Regions from separate parts of the Anas platyrhynchos genome. Here regions 2 and 3 are each linked to region 1. The links are chromatin contacts, called in public Hi-C maps. All regions are on one chromosome and are shown on one strand. The core of a region is the stretch at or near the end of the contact, and the rest is flanking DNA. Distances in the headings are between cores, read along the strand shown. Region 1 overlaps ZNF609 (zinc finger protein 609). Region 2 overlaps TRIP4 (thyroid hormone receptor interactor 4). Region 3 holds the start of ZNF609 (zinc finger protein 609).

Region 1 (4,216 bases), core at 1,254-3,753:
CGTGAACCTGGAGGGCATCGTCTGGCAGGAGACTGAGGACGGTGAGTGGCACCGGCGAGCTTTTTGCTCTCTGAGAATGAAATTGTGGAGCTGGGGCAATCCCTTTCTTCCCCTGTCCCTGCTGTGCTGCTCGTTGGCACATCTTGGGCTTTCTGCTGCAATTTGGGTGGTCAGGACAGAGTAGCTGCGTGGGAGCAGCTCTTAGTCTGTGCAGCAAAGGGAGTAACAGGCCAAAACTTGCGTCAGCCCAGCACGTTGTGTTATCCTGTCGCCCAGACAGTGGGCGAAAATCTAAGCTGCCATTTCTCTGCCTTTCTGCAAGAGCTAACTTGCTCCTGGAGGTGCCAGAGGAGAGGCCATGCCAGCCCGAATGGGAACTCGACAGAGTTGACTTCATTTCTACTTGGCAACCTGCAGGTCTGTCACAAAAGCGCTCAAGCCCTGGGAGGCAGCAGAAATCTCCTGCTGGATTAAAAAACCCCAGCGGAGCTTTCAAAATAGACTCAACAGGAGATCAGGCTCTCGTCTCTCTTGCCAAGCCAATCGAACCTTTTTCCGCTGGAGCTCGTCTCATCTGCGCACAGCTTGGTTTGCTTTCCCAGCTCCTTTGATGGGTTTTAGTTGCTGTTGGGGCTCTGCCAAGTCACACAGGGATGAATAGGTGGCTCAGCGGACCACGGCGAGCGCTGGAACCTGGCCTTCCCTCCAGCCTCCTCGGGACATGGGAGGTTGCTGCTTCTGGAGGCCTGGGGTGAACTCCTCGCGTTCGTCTGGCTTCAGCTGGCTCTGGAAGCAGAAGCAGAGCCCAGAGGCACAAAGGTGAGGAGGAGCAGAGGTGACAGGGGCCAGCTGACAGGTTGCCTCGGCCAGTAACCAAGAGCTCCTTTGGAGGCCTGCTTCCAGCACAGCTTGGGTCGGGGACCTCCAGCTGTCTCACGCTCCTCAGCCCTCCCTGCTTCCCCTTCTGCTCACTATGGAAAAATTCGTCTGAATTGAGGCAGCGGGGAGCTGTCAGGGTGGTTTTTTCTGCTGCTCCCAAGGCAGGAGGAAGCCACAGGCTGTAAAATCAGACCCCGGGGATCCTCGTCTTGGAGCTCGCCTTGCTGGTGAGGACAAGGGAACAAGCGGCCGTGCAGCTGCTGCTCTGCTGGGCCCAGGGCTGTGGGATCTGCCTGGGAAGCCGTCAGGGTCAGCACCAGCCCGGCAGCAGTGCTTCCAAGGTGATGAGGTCCTGTGTGACTCCAGAACCCCCCTGAGCTGCAGCTGGAAAGCCCCAGGGCTCTGGTTTTACTGGCACAGTTGGAGCCCCCCATGGGGAGGGCTGATGAGAGGTTGGAGAGCTTTTTTATTTTGTATTTTTTGGTGGAAATTGGAAAAAGGTGCGTGTGGTGGACAGCGGAGCCCATTTGGCCACGCAAGGAGGAACAAACAGAGCATCCCCAAGGCCACGGGAGGCAGAGAGCCAAAACACCTCCCCGCAGCCCCCTCGGCTGGCTGGGAGGCGTTGAAGTGTGAGCAGCAGAGCAGGATTCATCCAGGCTTTCCGGGCTGGGGGTTTACAAGAGGCACGTTGGGGAGCTGCGTACAAGTGCTAACCTCCTGCCCGTGCCAGCACCGTGCTCTGCTCCCACGGCAGCTCCGCATCGCTCCACAAAGCGCACGAGCCCCGGTGGCTGCGCGGGGCCCTCCGATCCTTCAAAGGAGGTGGCCGTGCTGCTGGTTTCCCAGCTCCATTCTCCCTCAGCATCACTGCTGGGTGTTTGTGTGCAGCTCCCCTTCCTCCCCAGCCGCCGCTCTCTGCCTGTCCTGCTGCATCTCCCCTCGCCTGTGCAGCTCTCGGCTCAGACCCTGCCTCGGAGGCGCGCTGCGATTCCTGCAGCTCGGCTATTTTTAGTCCGCAGTAATTCAATGAACTTGTGCAAAGATCCTTCTCTGCCTGCCTCTGCTGGCTGCGGCTGGGTTCCTGCTGTCAGGAGCGATGGCTTTTGCAGCAAACCCTGCACTCCTGTCACGCAGAATACAAACCCTGCTGTTTCCCTCGGTCGTTCCCAGTCTGCCACGTACATCAGCTCCCGCAGCAGAGGCACCGCTCCTGCTCGGTTCTGTACACCTGGAAGCTTGGGGTGAATCCATCCCCCTCTCAGCAGTTCCCTGCCTGGCACCTCTCTCCCGGCAGGGTTAGGGGCGTTGCTGGAGGAGATGTGGCGAGCATCTCTCCTCGCCCCGCTGATGGAGAAGGGCTGCAGGGCAAGGCACATGTCCAGAGCTGCACGAGGTGTCCTTGGGCACGGCTGAGTCCCTCTGCGGCACCTCCCACCTCCACCCCACCATGCTCCACCTCTGCCCCCAGCCTCGCGATGCCGCAGCCTCAGCGGAGCCTCCGTGGGCCTCAGCCCCACCAGACCCTGGGGAAAGGCAGCGGGAGCAGCAGCGAAGCTCGGCCATGTCAGCTGGCCTTCAGGGATCGCTGCCCCATGGTCATCGCTCCAACACTGACCTTCCTGCCAGCTGCTCCTCTCCACTCGCTCCTGACCACGCCAAGAAGCTGAGGGGATCGGCACCGCTCTGTGCGTGCCGGCAAAAGTATATTTGGGCTCATCCAGCTTCACAGCTCCTCTTCCAGTGGGTTTGCCTCATGGCTGGTTGTGGCTGCTGAAGATGTGAACTCTTCCTTGGAAGGGGTCGGCTGCATGGGGGAAGGCAGCGTGGCTCCCTTTTCTCATGAAATGCTTTTTGGGTTGTCCTCATGGCCATGAAATTGTGGAGAAGGTGTCATAAAGACAAAGTCTGCCGCATCTTCGGAAGGACAAGCAGAGCTGGTCCATCAGAGGAGGGAGTGTGAAGCTCCAAGGAGCTCCATGACATCTTCCATCCTTGTCCAGGTGTCTCATGGCCACGACCATCATCTTCTCCACCCCCGGCTGTCCCACCACCGCGATGAGGAAGCTTCCATGCACGGCTGCCCCTTCACCGAGCCCGTCTTGTGCAGGGAATGTGTTTTGTTAAATGCCTTTCATGGGAGCAGCTGTCTTGGCAGTTTCCCTAATTCTGTTAGGTGCGATTTCGATCTGCAGCAACTATTAACTGATCTAATTATACCGGAGAGCATCGCTCCGCTCGCTGCCTCGTTAGCTCCCGGCTCTCCTCCATCCTCCTCGCTGGTGTCACCTGTGGGCCAGCAGATCCCTGCCCGTGCTCAGCGGGAGCAGGACCAGACCAGATCCTACCTGATGGGGCTGTGTGTGGCTCAAACAAGCTGATGTCTGGGCTTCAAACCCTTGTAGGAACGAGGCAAACGGCCTCCTGTTTCTGCCCAACCTGCAAAATCCCAGCACGAGCTCGGAGACATGGTGTGAGCCGAGGGAGGAGCAGGAGGGGTGCAGCTGGGAGGTGATAGGGATGGGCAGGGTTGGAGGTGAGGGCAGGCACTGGAAGGTCTCACCATGACCAGGAGGGAGCCCTCTCCCAAACTGCTGGCTCTGCATACCTGGTGTGCTGCCTTGCTGGATCCTGCAGCCCTGCCTTGTGGCTGGGAGCAGCATTGCTGCTGAGGGTCCCGTTGGGGCTGCTTTAAATCGGGGGTGGGCCACAAGTGCGCTGTTTGGAGCTGGGCTTTGGGGCTTCAGAGGGGGAGACACAATCCCCTGTGAGCAAAATCCGTCGTTCGTAGCCATGAGAACTTGAACCCAGAAACAGATGAGTTTTTAAGCCTTATGCAGCAAGGGAGAGGAGCCTGGGAATATGGATTTCTCATTTGCTTTAATGGCATTTCCAAAAGTCGTGAGCGATTGTAAATCCCCTCCAAGGTTGCCGAGCCATTCAGCAGCCTGCCCGGGCTCAGCGCAGCCCTTTGAAGCCTCCAAAAACCATGACGGCGTGGCCGTGACCGCTCTCGGCTTCAGATCAGCGATGGCAGGTGAAGAGTTGCCTCCCCTCCGGCACCCATCGGAGGGGGAGGCATCAGCCCTGGAAGCCAGGCGGCTGCTCGCACGTCGTCGGAGAGAAGTGGAGCTTTATTATGCATAATTTCCTGGTACTCCCACAGCGCGGCCGCTTCCTATCTAATATTTGCTGGCAGAATGCTTGACAGTGCGGGGAGGCAGGGAGCTCGGGAAGAGCTAATGCACTGCTTATCACTCTCAAAGCACTGTTTATTTCAGCATCTGTCAGCTTGGTGTGAAGGCTGTTTTATCAACAGGTGAGCAATATTCTGCTC
Region 2 (4,216 bases), core at 885-3,384, 57 kb before region 1:
TATGGATGTGGAGCCCTTAAAAGATGTTTCTTTTGATGCAGATGTGGAATTTCCAAGCGATTATCCCTCGGGGTGCCTCCTAGGCTGCGTGGACATAACTGATTGTTTATCACAAGAGCAGTTTAATGAGCAGGTAAGTACAGCAAACAGACCTTTACAAGCCTGCAATAGCAGCAAGCTTTTCAAGTAGTGTAACTTGCGTCTGTGAGATGCTCTGGAGAAGGTGGTGAATAAAAATCTTAAAGCGCAATGAGAGAAGACGCTGCTACCACGCAGTCCTGTGTGGATAACCAGCGGCTGTGCAAGGTAATGTGTCTCAGCAGCTCTGGAAGGGTGTGGGGGACTAATAAAGACTCAGTCTCTGGCCAGCCTTTCTGGGTTGGAACTAGTGTCTCACCTACTGTGACACTCTTTTCAAAAAGGACTTGTAGCTGTTTAATTAAACCAATGCTAGCTTGAGAGACCGTGCTGCAGTGGCTCTTGGCAGCTGTTGCTTCCCTTGCTGCGTGGACAGATGTGCCCCAGAATGCTGCGGCTGTGAGGAACTGTGGAAAACGGGCATGCATTAATGTATTTCTGTTTTTTATCCTCGTCTGGCAAATTCGGGGAGCTGACATCTCACGTGGATGCGACTTCTTCTAAAGCACCGATTGTTTCTCTTAACAAACTTCATGGGATCCTGACAGGAAGAATGGCTCAAAGTCTTGCCTAGCCAGGCAGGATAACTGTGCTGATCTTCCTATCCTGGGGAGGACTCTGCACTAGGGTCAGGTACCTGTCTGGCTGGTTTTGGAGGACAGCAAACCACTCCCTGAGTGTGGACAGCAGAGATTGCAGTTACTGCAGTGATTTGTCGACATCCTGAGCCCCTGGGTGCAGTGAAGGGGGGAAGTTGGAGAATCCAGTGGGTCAAGACACTCAAGGGAGGTTTAAGTGGGGCTTCTGCTGAATGAAGCAGGTGATTTGGTGACCAGGGACACAAGTACGGTTGAGGCTTCTGCAACGAGGTCTCCCCAGGATCTTATCCCTAGTGGCAAGGTTCAAGGAGAACAGCAGCTACCCATAGTGCAGGGGTGTTGTTAGGAATGTCTCAAAATCTCAGCCTGTACAGGTCGGTGGGCGCTGATGGTGCGCATCCAAAATTGCTAAGAGAGTTGGCAGATGCTTTTCTGAGGCCACTCTGATCTTTGAAAGGTTGTGGAGATCAGAAGAGGACCCCAATACCTGGAGAAAGGTGAATATTACATCCATTTTTATAAGGGGCAAGAGGGATGATCCCAGGCACTTCAGGCCTGCCAACATCACTTCGGTCCTTTGAAATTGCTAGAGCTCTTGTAATGGCTCCTGGAAGCCATTTTGGAGCACACGAAAGAGACTGGGAATAGCCAGTGTTGATTTACCTAGGGTAAGTCATGCTTCATTAATCTGGCTGCCTTCTATGGGCAAACAGAGCAGTGTATGTCTCCAGCTCTGCATTTAGCAGGGCTGTCTGTGGGATCCGCTGCAATGGGATTGTATCCGAGATGAGCCATTACAGCCTGGGGAGGTGGACTGGTTAAAAACTGGCTGGGCCGTTCAGCTCCAGGTGTGGCGGTGGTTGGCTTGTAACCTCCCTGGAGGCAAGCTGCAGGTGCTGTTCCTTGGGTTTGTTCCTCAAACCTCCTGTTTAATGGATTTAGCAGTGGCCTGGAGGGTAAAGGGGAGTTCTGGAACTAGCAGCACCCTGGGCTGCATCAGCAGCAGGGTTACGGCCCTCAGAAGTGATCATTCCCTGTGCTCAGCATCATTTAAACCACACCTGGATTGCTGTGCTTATAAAGCAGGCCGATAAACTGAAGTGAGTCCAGTGGAGGCTTCCGAGGTGGACAGGGGCTGGAGCACGCACCCTGTGAGGATGGGCTGAGGAAGAAGACTTTGTAGAGACCTTCTACTGCCTACCAGGAGCTTACCGAGGAACAGAGCCAGGCTCTTTCCTGATGTATGTGGCAGGAGGATGAGGGCAGAGGTTGTAAATTGGAAGATGAGGTTTCAGTGTGACTTAAGACACCATATTTCCCCATGAGAGCAGGCCTTGCCCAGAGAGGTTGTGCAGTTTCCACCCTTGGAGGTTTCCAAGACCCGGCAGGACAAAGCCTTGAGCGACCTCGCTTGAATTCAGTGTTGACCTTGCTTTGATCAGGGGGTCCAGAGGCCTCCTGGGCTCTGAGTCTGTTCTGTGATGCTGTGACTTGCCTCCATGCCCCAAAAATGGAGCAGCTGCTTTCCTCAGGCTGCATTTTATTAGCTTACAAAGCCTGTGCTCAGTGCCACGCACGGCAGGGCTGCTCTCGATACTGCATCGTGTCTGTTCATTCCACTGCCCCGGTACAGCTCAGGTTGGTCTGATGGGAGTCACCAGACACCGGCATGTAGGGCTTGGTAGTGAACAAGACTGGCTTCTGAGAAAGAATAAATGGATTATTTGGGCCAGAGGAGGAGAACACACCGGGCTGGTGGGTGCCTTCTAGCCATGAAGAGTTGGAGAGGCATCAGTGGTTGGGGGCTGTTCCTCGTGAAGTGCTTTTCTGGCCTTCCCAGATCCCGTGAGGTTTTGTCAAGCAGAATTTAGGAGAGATGCCTGGGAACTACAGATGAAGAGAATATTACTGATGAGGCTGCATCTCTGTTCATTCAGGGGCAGTTTTCTCAGGAAGGGGGAGAGGTTAGAGTACGAGCAGCAGAGGGAGCATTGGGACTGGATTACAACAATCTGCACATATGTGGCCTTTGTATGGGAGCAAACCTTGGCAGAGAGAAGAGGAAAGGACACTGGGGTCAGTATAGGATTTTTTTCCCCCTGTATCATGCACAATCAACCCCCATCCTTCCTCTTCCTTCATGAGTTTATTCTTTAGGCATTGGTAAAATGGCAGCCACAGCTTCGTAAAATCTTGAAATCAAACTATAGGTAACTAGTCTTTACTGTTCCCACAGAGAAAACTCGCAATAAATAATGTTCCCTATAAATTCCTCCTAGTTCGCTGACACCATTTGGCTGCAGAGGTAGTAGGAGACGAGTAGCATGTTCCAGGAGCGCTGTTACGAGGCCTACAGGCAAGAGATTTTCTTCTCTCCTTGGTGCCACAAAGCCATGGCACGTGCAGGTTTATATCTCACCAGCTTTTTGCTGCTCCTGTACTGCAAGATTTTTATAATTCCTATTTTGTTGTCTTCTTTGGGTGCTTTTGTAAATCTTTTTTCCAGGCTCGCTATATGCAGCGTTCACTTCTCTGGCTTGTAAGATTGAATTTGGAGATGTGAGCATCCTTCTGAAGTGGGTTTTTGAGAAAATGTGTGTGTTTTTGGAGTAGCATGAGCAGCAAGTGCATCTGAAAGAAGCTGAGATTAATTTAATTGCAAGTGCTAGCAAGATGAAAATGTGTGCAGCGCCAACTCAGAAATCCGAGTTGGATTTCGCTGGGAGCAGGAAATCCCTGTTGATCACACTGATGATTCAGCTGAGGTTCATCAGCAAGCAGCACCAAAGCCACTTGTCAGCAGCATAATCCAGCAATTTCTTGTGTACGAAGACTCCTCCGAGCTCCTGGGGGAGCAGGAAAGGAGAACGTTTTTTTTCCCCCACTTACAGCACGCAGAAACACTGCCAATTTTCTGCAGACCCGCAGTATGTTAGCGGGTAAGTGCCGTGGTGCAGCAGCAGAGACCTCTCGGAGATGAAGCCACAGCAGAGCGCTTTTCAGGCGCTGTGCTTAGGCTCACACCTCTCCTCTTTGCCAACTTTCATGTGAAGCTTCTGCGTCTTCCAGAAGAAACCATTTCACAAGTACAGGGCAAACCACATTTGTGGATTATACCCACCAGCTGAAGATGAAATAGTTTCCTGTCGTGCTCATTGTCTGGTGATGGTGGCCCTGCCTTTTTCAGCAGCCGCAGGACTTGGTTTTGACTCTTATGACCGTTCTTTCCCATAAGCAAAGGAGACGTTTCCTGGTCTGTCCCTCCTCTGACTTCTCTGTTATTTCTCTGTCCTTTTGATGCTGTCATCCGCTCCCTGTTTAGTACCATCTGCAGATTTAATTTCCTTGCTGTTTGCGTCCTCTGTCAGGTTGTTAATGAAGATGTTAGTGGCACCCTGCTGGTATTTTTCTATCATTATCATCGTTTAATATTTTTTTACACTTTGCTCAAAAACCAGAATCAAGCAATGGTGCCTCTT
Region 3 (4,216 bases), core at 936-3,435, 38 kb before region 1:
GCCCTTCTGTGAGCTAAAACGAGAAGTTTTCTCAGCGTGATGAGAAGGCGACGCTCTCTGGATGAGAGCCCTTGTCTCTGGCCAAGTTTCTGCTTCTCGTGGCACGCTGGCATTTACCAGCAGGTTTAGGAGCCGCGCCCAAAGGTTTGGAGCCTGGGCCGTCTCATCCCCGGGAGCTCCCCTGGCTGTGCTGTAGCTGGGCTGGAGCTTCTCCTAATTCTCCTTGCTTTGGAGAATTTGGGTCTGGGCAGGGCGAGGGGGACCCTCCCCGCCCGCTCGCTGTGCTGCATCCCTGCCACGCTGCTTGTCCCCGCTCTCTGCGGGCTTCCTTCGAACGTGTTGACACGCATCCTGGGGGCGAGCAAAGTGATCGCTTTCCTCCTGGATGTTAATTTGCTCTCCTCCTCGCTGGAGCCCCCCCTGGCTCCCGTGTCGCGCCTGCGGAGGGAAGGCATGGCGGCTGGAAACGCCGGGCTCCTCAAGCACGATAATTAAATGTGACAGCAACACACTAACTAGGAGACCTCGCTGCCTCCAGCTGATTTGCAATGCAAATAGCATTTAAAAATAAAGACTGATGAGGGTTGTGTTGTTTTTTTTTTTTCCCTTTCCCCCCCACCCCTCTCTTTACAGGGAAGCTGGATTCCAAGATCCATCAGGGAGCGAAGAAGGGGTTGATGAAGCAGAAAGCAGTGCTGTGAGCTGCCACCTTCCCACGCGGGCACTGCCACCGGGACCGCCACCCGCGGGTGCTGCCGCGGCCCTCGCCTCTGGAGCAGGTGCTCGCGGGAAGGAGGCTGCGATGTCACCGTTGGGTATCGCTCCGTGTTGTACTCGGAAAACATTAAAAGAAGTGTTTTCACCAAGCTCTTTCCCTGCCCAGGGCCCAGCGCCACGGAAAGGGGTGGGTGGGAGACGGAGCTGATGCGGTGACACATTTGGGTGCTGGTGTCTGTCCCCCGTGGGGACCCCACGACTGATCCCAGGGAGCCTGTGGGCAGCACGGCCTCCAGCCACCGTCCCAGCCCCTCGGAGCTGGCTCTGTCCCAGCCATGGCAGCGTCCCCCTCCAAAGCAAAGAGGCAGCTCGTGCCTTTCCCCTGGGCTGGGACGTGTGCTGGCCTCGCAGGAGGGCACACCGTGACTGCTCCCGGGTGCTCGGCAGGGCTTGCAGTGCTCGATGCCTTCTGCTGGGCCGAAAAAACACGTGGGGCTCGTGGGATGGCTCCCAGCAGCTGTGATGCCTGCACCCTGCAGCCCCACAGCACATCTATGGGGTCGGGGGTGGGAGGTGGGCCCTGGTCCCACCTGCCCCGAGGGTTGGTGCATGGTGCCTTTGGGCCGTGCATTCTCTCTCCTGGTTTGTGCTGGAGCAGCAGCCTCCCTGCAGAAGCTGCTCCTGCTGCGAGTTACAAACCCGCTGTGCCTGGCGAGCAAGATCCATTTCCCCCTTTCCTTAATCCTTCACATTCAGCAGCTCCCTGCATCGACCTGCCCCTGCTCATCACACCTCTGTGCTCCCTGGTGCCACCTCGCTCCAGGCTCGGCCCCACCGTGCCCTCGGTGTCCCCAAGTCCCTGGGGGGTTTCGGTGTGGCCGCAGCCCCCACAAAGCGCTGCCGCCCCTTCCTCCTGCTCCTTGGGGACCCTCCTGGAGCCCCGCAACCTGCCCCAAGGGAGCTGCCCGCTGCCAGGAGGTGCCCTCTGCCATGTGTGGGGGCTGGAGCTGGTGGATGTGCCCCAAGTGCCCGTCCCATTGGTGCCCCCCTGCCCTGCCAGGGGTCCCCATGGGTGCCATTGGGGTTCCCCTCTTTTGGGGTGCTGGGGTTGGGGCCAAACGGCCCCCACGGCTCCTGTGAGCAGCTTCAGACCGAGAATTACCTCTGTGCACCTGCCCCACACCCCCCCTCGACTCTCAGCTGCACCACCAGGCTTGGGAGCCACCCCCCAGCCCACCGCGCCCCCAAACCCTCCCCTAAACCCCCCCCTGGCCGGGGGCAGCTCTGGGCGCTTCCCGCTCCGCTCCGCTCGGCTCCACTCCGCGTTTTGCGGCCAGCCGGGCACGGAGGCGGCGCGCTGCGAGCTGCGGAGCCGAGCGGGGCCGAGCGGAGCCGAGCGGAGCCGAACGAATCCGAACGGAGCCGAACGGAGCCGAGCGGAGCCGAGCGGAGCCGATCCCGCGGCCGCGCGCCCCGCCCCGCCCCGCCCCGCCCCGCCAGGCGGACACCGGCGCGGCCTGCCCCGAGCGGCGGCATGGCGGGCCCCGCCGCCCGGCCCTAGCTGCCCGCTGCAGGCAGGAGCCCCCCCCGCGGCCCTCATGGAGGACACCTAGGGCCGGCCGGGACGCCAGCTGGAGCCCGGTGAGTGCCGCCACCGACCGGAGGGGGAGGGGGGGCGGAGAACGGCGTCGCCCCCGGTGCCCCCCCCCACCCCCCCCTCCCTGAGGGGATCGTCACGGGCCGAGCCCGCCCCCCCCCCCCCGTGCGGCCGTTGGGGCCGGGACCCCCCCCCCCTTTCCCCCTCTTCCCCCCTTTCCCCCCCCTTTTCCCTTTTTTCCCCCTTTTTCCCCTCTTTTCCCCTCCCCCGGTGGCCGTTGGGCCGCCCCCTCCCCCCTCCCGGACCGTTGGTCCCGGTTCCCCCTCACGCCCCCCCCGCCCCCTCTGTGGCCGTTGCCCCCCCCCAAACCCCTCAGTGTGGGGGGGCCTCGCCTTGTGCCCCCAGGCCCCGGGGGGGGTGTGTGTGCAGGGGCCGCCCCCCTCCCTGGAACACCCCCCCCCCGTGTCCGTGGGGCTCTGGGTGCTGTGGGGGTCTCTGCTCGTCCCCGCTGTGCCTCAGGGTGCCCGGAGCCCACCCCCCCCCTCTGGGGGTGGCTTTTTGGGGGGCTGCTCCCCTCGCACCCAGCGCCCTGGGCACCGCAGGGACCTCGTGGGTGCCCCCCACCAGCGGGCGAGAGCCTCCTGCCAGGCGATTTCCAGGCGTAAGTTGTGTTTGGGGGCGCGGGGGGGGCACCCGCTGGAGGGCACGGGGCTCCTCCGCTGCCTGGAATCGAGGGCACCCCGAGCACCCCAAGCACCCGGTGCTGGAGCCGCCACTGTGCTCCTCACAGCCCCATCCCGAGCCCCCCGGGACGCTCGTGGCTGCGGTAAGTGCCGAAGCTGCCGGCCGGGCACGGTGGCCACGAGCAGCTCCGGTGGCCACAAATGGCTCCGGTGGCCACGAACGGCTCCGGTTTTCTCCGGGTGCAGCCGAGGGGTGAGAACGGGCGCTCCTGAGATAAAGCGCTCCCTCCCTCCCGCCCATTGTGTACACAGGGAAGGTCACAGGTTCAGGTCTTGTCTGTCAGACTTGGCTCCCCTCCACCTCCCAGCAGGCCTCTTTTTTTTTTTTTTTTTTTTTCCTTTTTTTTTTTCCCCCCTTCCCCCCCGTTCTGGGTAGGCCCTTTCCCTCGGAGGAGGTGTTAGACGAATTTTTTTGTGTGACGTATGGCCAAGAGCTCGCGGGCCCTTTTTTTTCTCCCCCCCTCCAGAAGAATAAGGATGCCGGTGTCGGGGCTGACTTTGAGAGCAGGGCCGATGCTGGTGTGCGAGCCTTCCTCGCCTGGACATCCTCAGGAAAACCTATTTCCACGCTTTGTGTGATGACTCCGGCATCGGATTATGCTGCACATTTCTAGCTCTTTGTTGGCAGTACACAGCCCTGCACAGCGCTCGAAAAATCCAGTCAGCTTATTTTATTGATTAGCTTTTGAACGGAATAATTTATAATTTATCGTTCTGAGGCCGTTTTGGTCTCGAAAACAGAAATCCTCGTTCTTTTTCCCCCCCCTTTAATCCACCAGCGTTTTCTCCTCTCCCCGCGGGGTAGAGCTCGCCGAGGAAGGGCGATGTGCACGGCGCCAGGAGCGTGGCCATCTCGCTGGTGCAAAAGAACGAGGATTTAATGTTTTACCTAAACCGGCCTCGCGTTCAGGACGAGGGCCCCGAGCCAGTTTAGAGCCACCAGAGGAAATTAATTATCAAGCAAGTTGTAATGACCTGTAATTGAGTATGACCGGGGCGCTGGGGCTTTTTTTTTTTTTTTTTTTTCATGCTTGGACTTCATTTCCAGCGGAGGGCCTGTGCGCTTTGCGCGTCGCCATTCGGCTGCTCGTTAGCTGGAGGTGCCGGGCTGTGCGTGGAGGTGCCTCGGCGCACGTTACCGCGTCCTCTGCGCGCCTGC

What was found. A called contact is a pair of places that touch in the nucleus more often than the background predicts.
Region 2: a Hi-C map of F1 follicle shows a contact between it and region 1, with 2.4 times the contacts expected there. The contact joins two enhancer-like sites. A contact is called at or near these places in 5 of 8 Hi-C or Micro-C datasets (F1 follicle, liver, skeletal muscle and 2 more).
Region 3: a contact with region 1 is called in a Hi-C map of skeletal muscle, with 1.6 times the contacts expected there. The contact joins the promoter of ZNF609 here to the enhancer-like site in region 1. A contact is called at or near these places in 3 of 8 Hi-C or Micro-C datasets (skeletal muscle and small yellow follicle).

What each region holds. Positions count from the first base shown.
Region 1 is chr11:14,108,643-14,112,858 of IASCAAS_PekinDuck_T2T, forward strand. ZNF609 (zinc finger protein 609) reads left to right here. Exons shown (of 9, transcript XM_072043505.1): 3 at 1-41. Among named protein-coding and RNA genes, the nearest start is that of OAZ2, 25 kb to the right of the region's middle. Within about 2 kb of position 2,504, at least 1 of the 8 cell types and tissues checked has an H3K27ac peak or open chromatin away from gene starts, as enhancers often do. A contact at or near this core is called in F1 follicle, where this site is marked.
Region 2 is chr11:14,051,572-14,055,787 of IASCAAS_PekinDuck_T2T, forward strand. TRIP4 (thyroid hormone receptor interactor 4) reads left to right here. Exons shown (of 13, transcript XM_005017203.6): 11 at 42-133. Among named protein-coding and RNA genes, the nearest start is that of TRIP4, 14 kb to the left of the region's middle. Within about 2 kb of position 2,135, at least 1 of the 8 cell types and tissues checked has an H3K27ac peak or open chromatin away from gene starts, as enhancers often do. A contact at or near this core is called in F1 follicle, where this site is marked.
Region 3 is chr11:14,070,516-14,074,731 of IASCAAS_PekinDuck_T2T, forward strand. It overlaps ZNF609 (zinc finger protein 609), which reads left to right and starts at 2,186. Exons shown (of 9, transcript XM_072043505.1): 1 at 2,186-2,358. TRIP4 (thyroid hormone receptor interactor 4) reads left to right here. Exons shown (of 13, transcript XM_005017203.6): 13 at 634-866. The coding sequence ends at 701.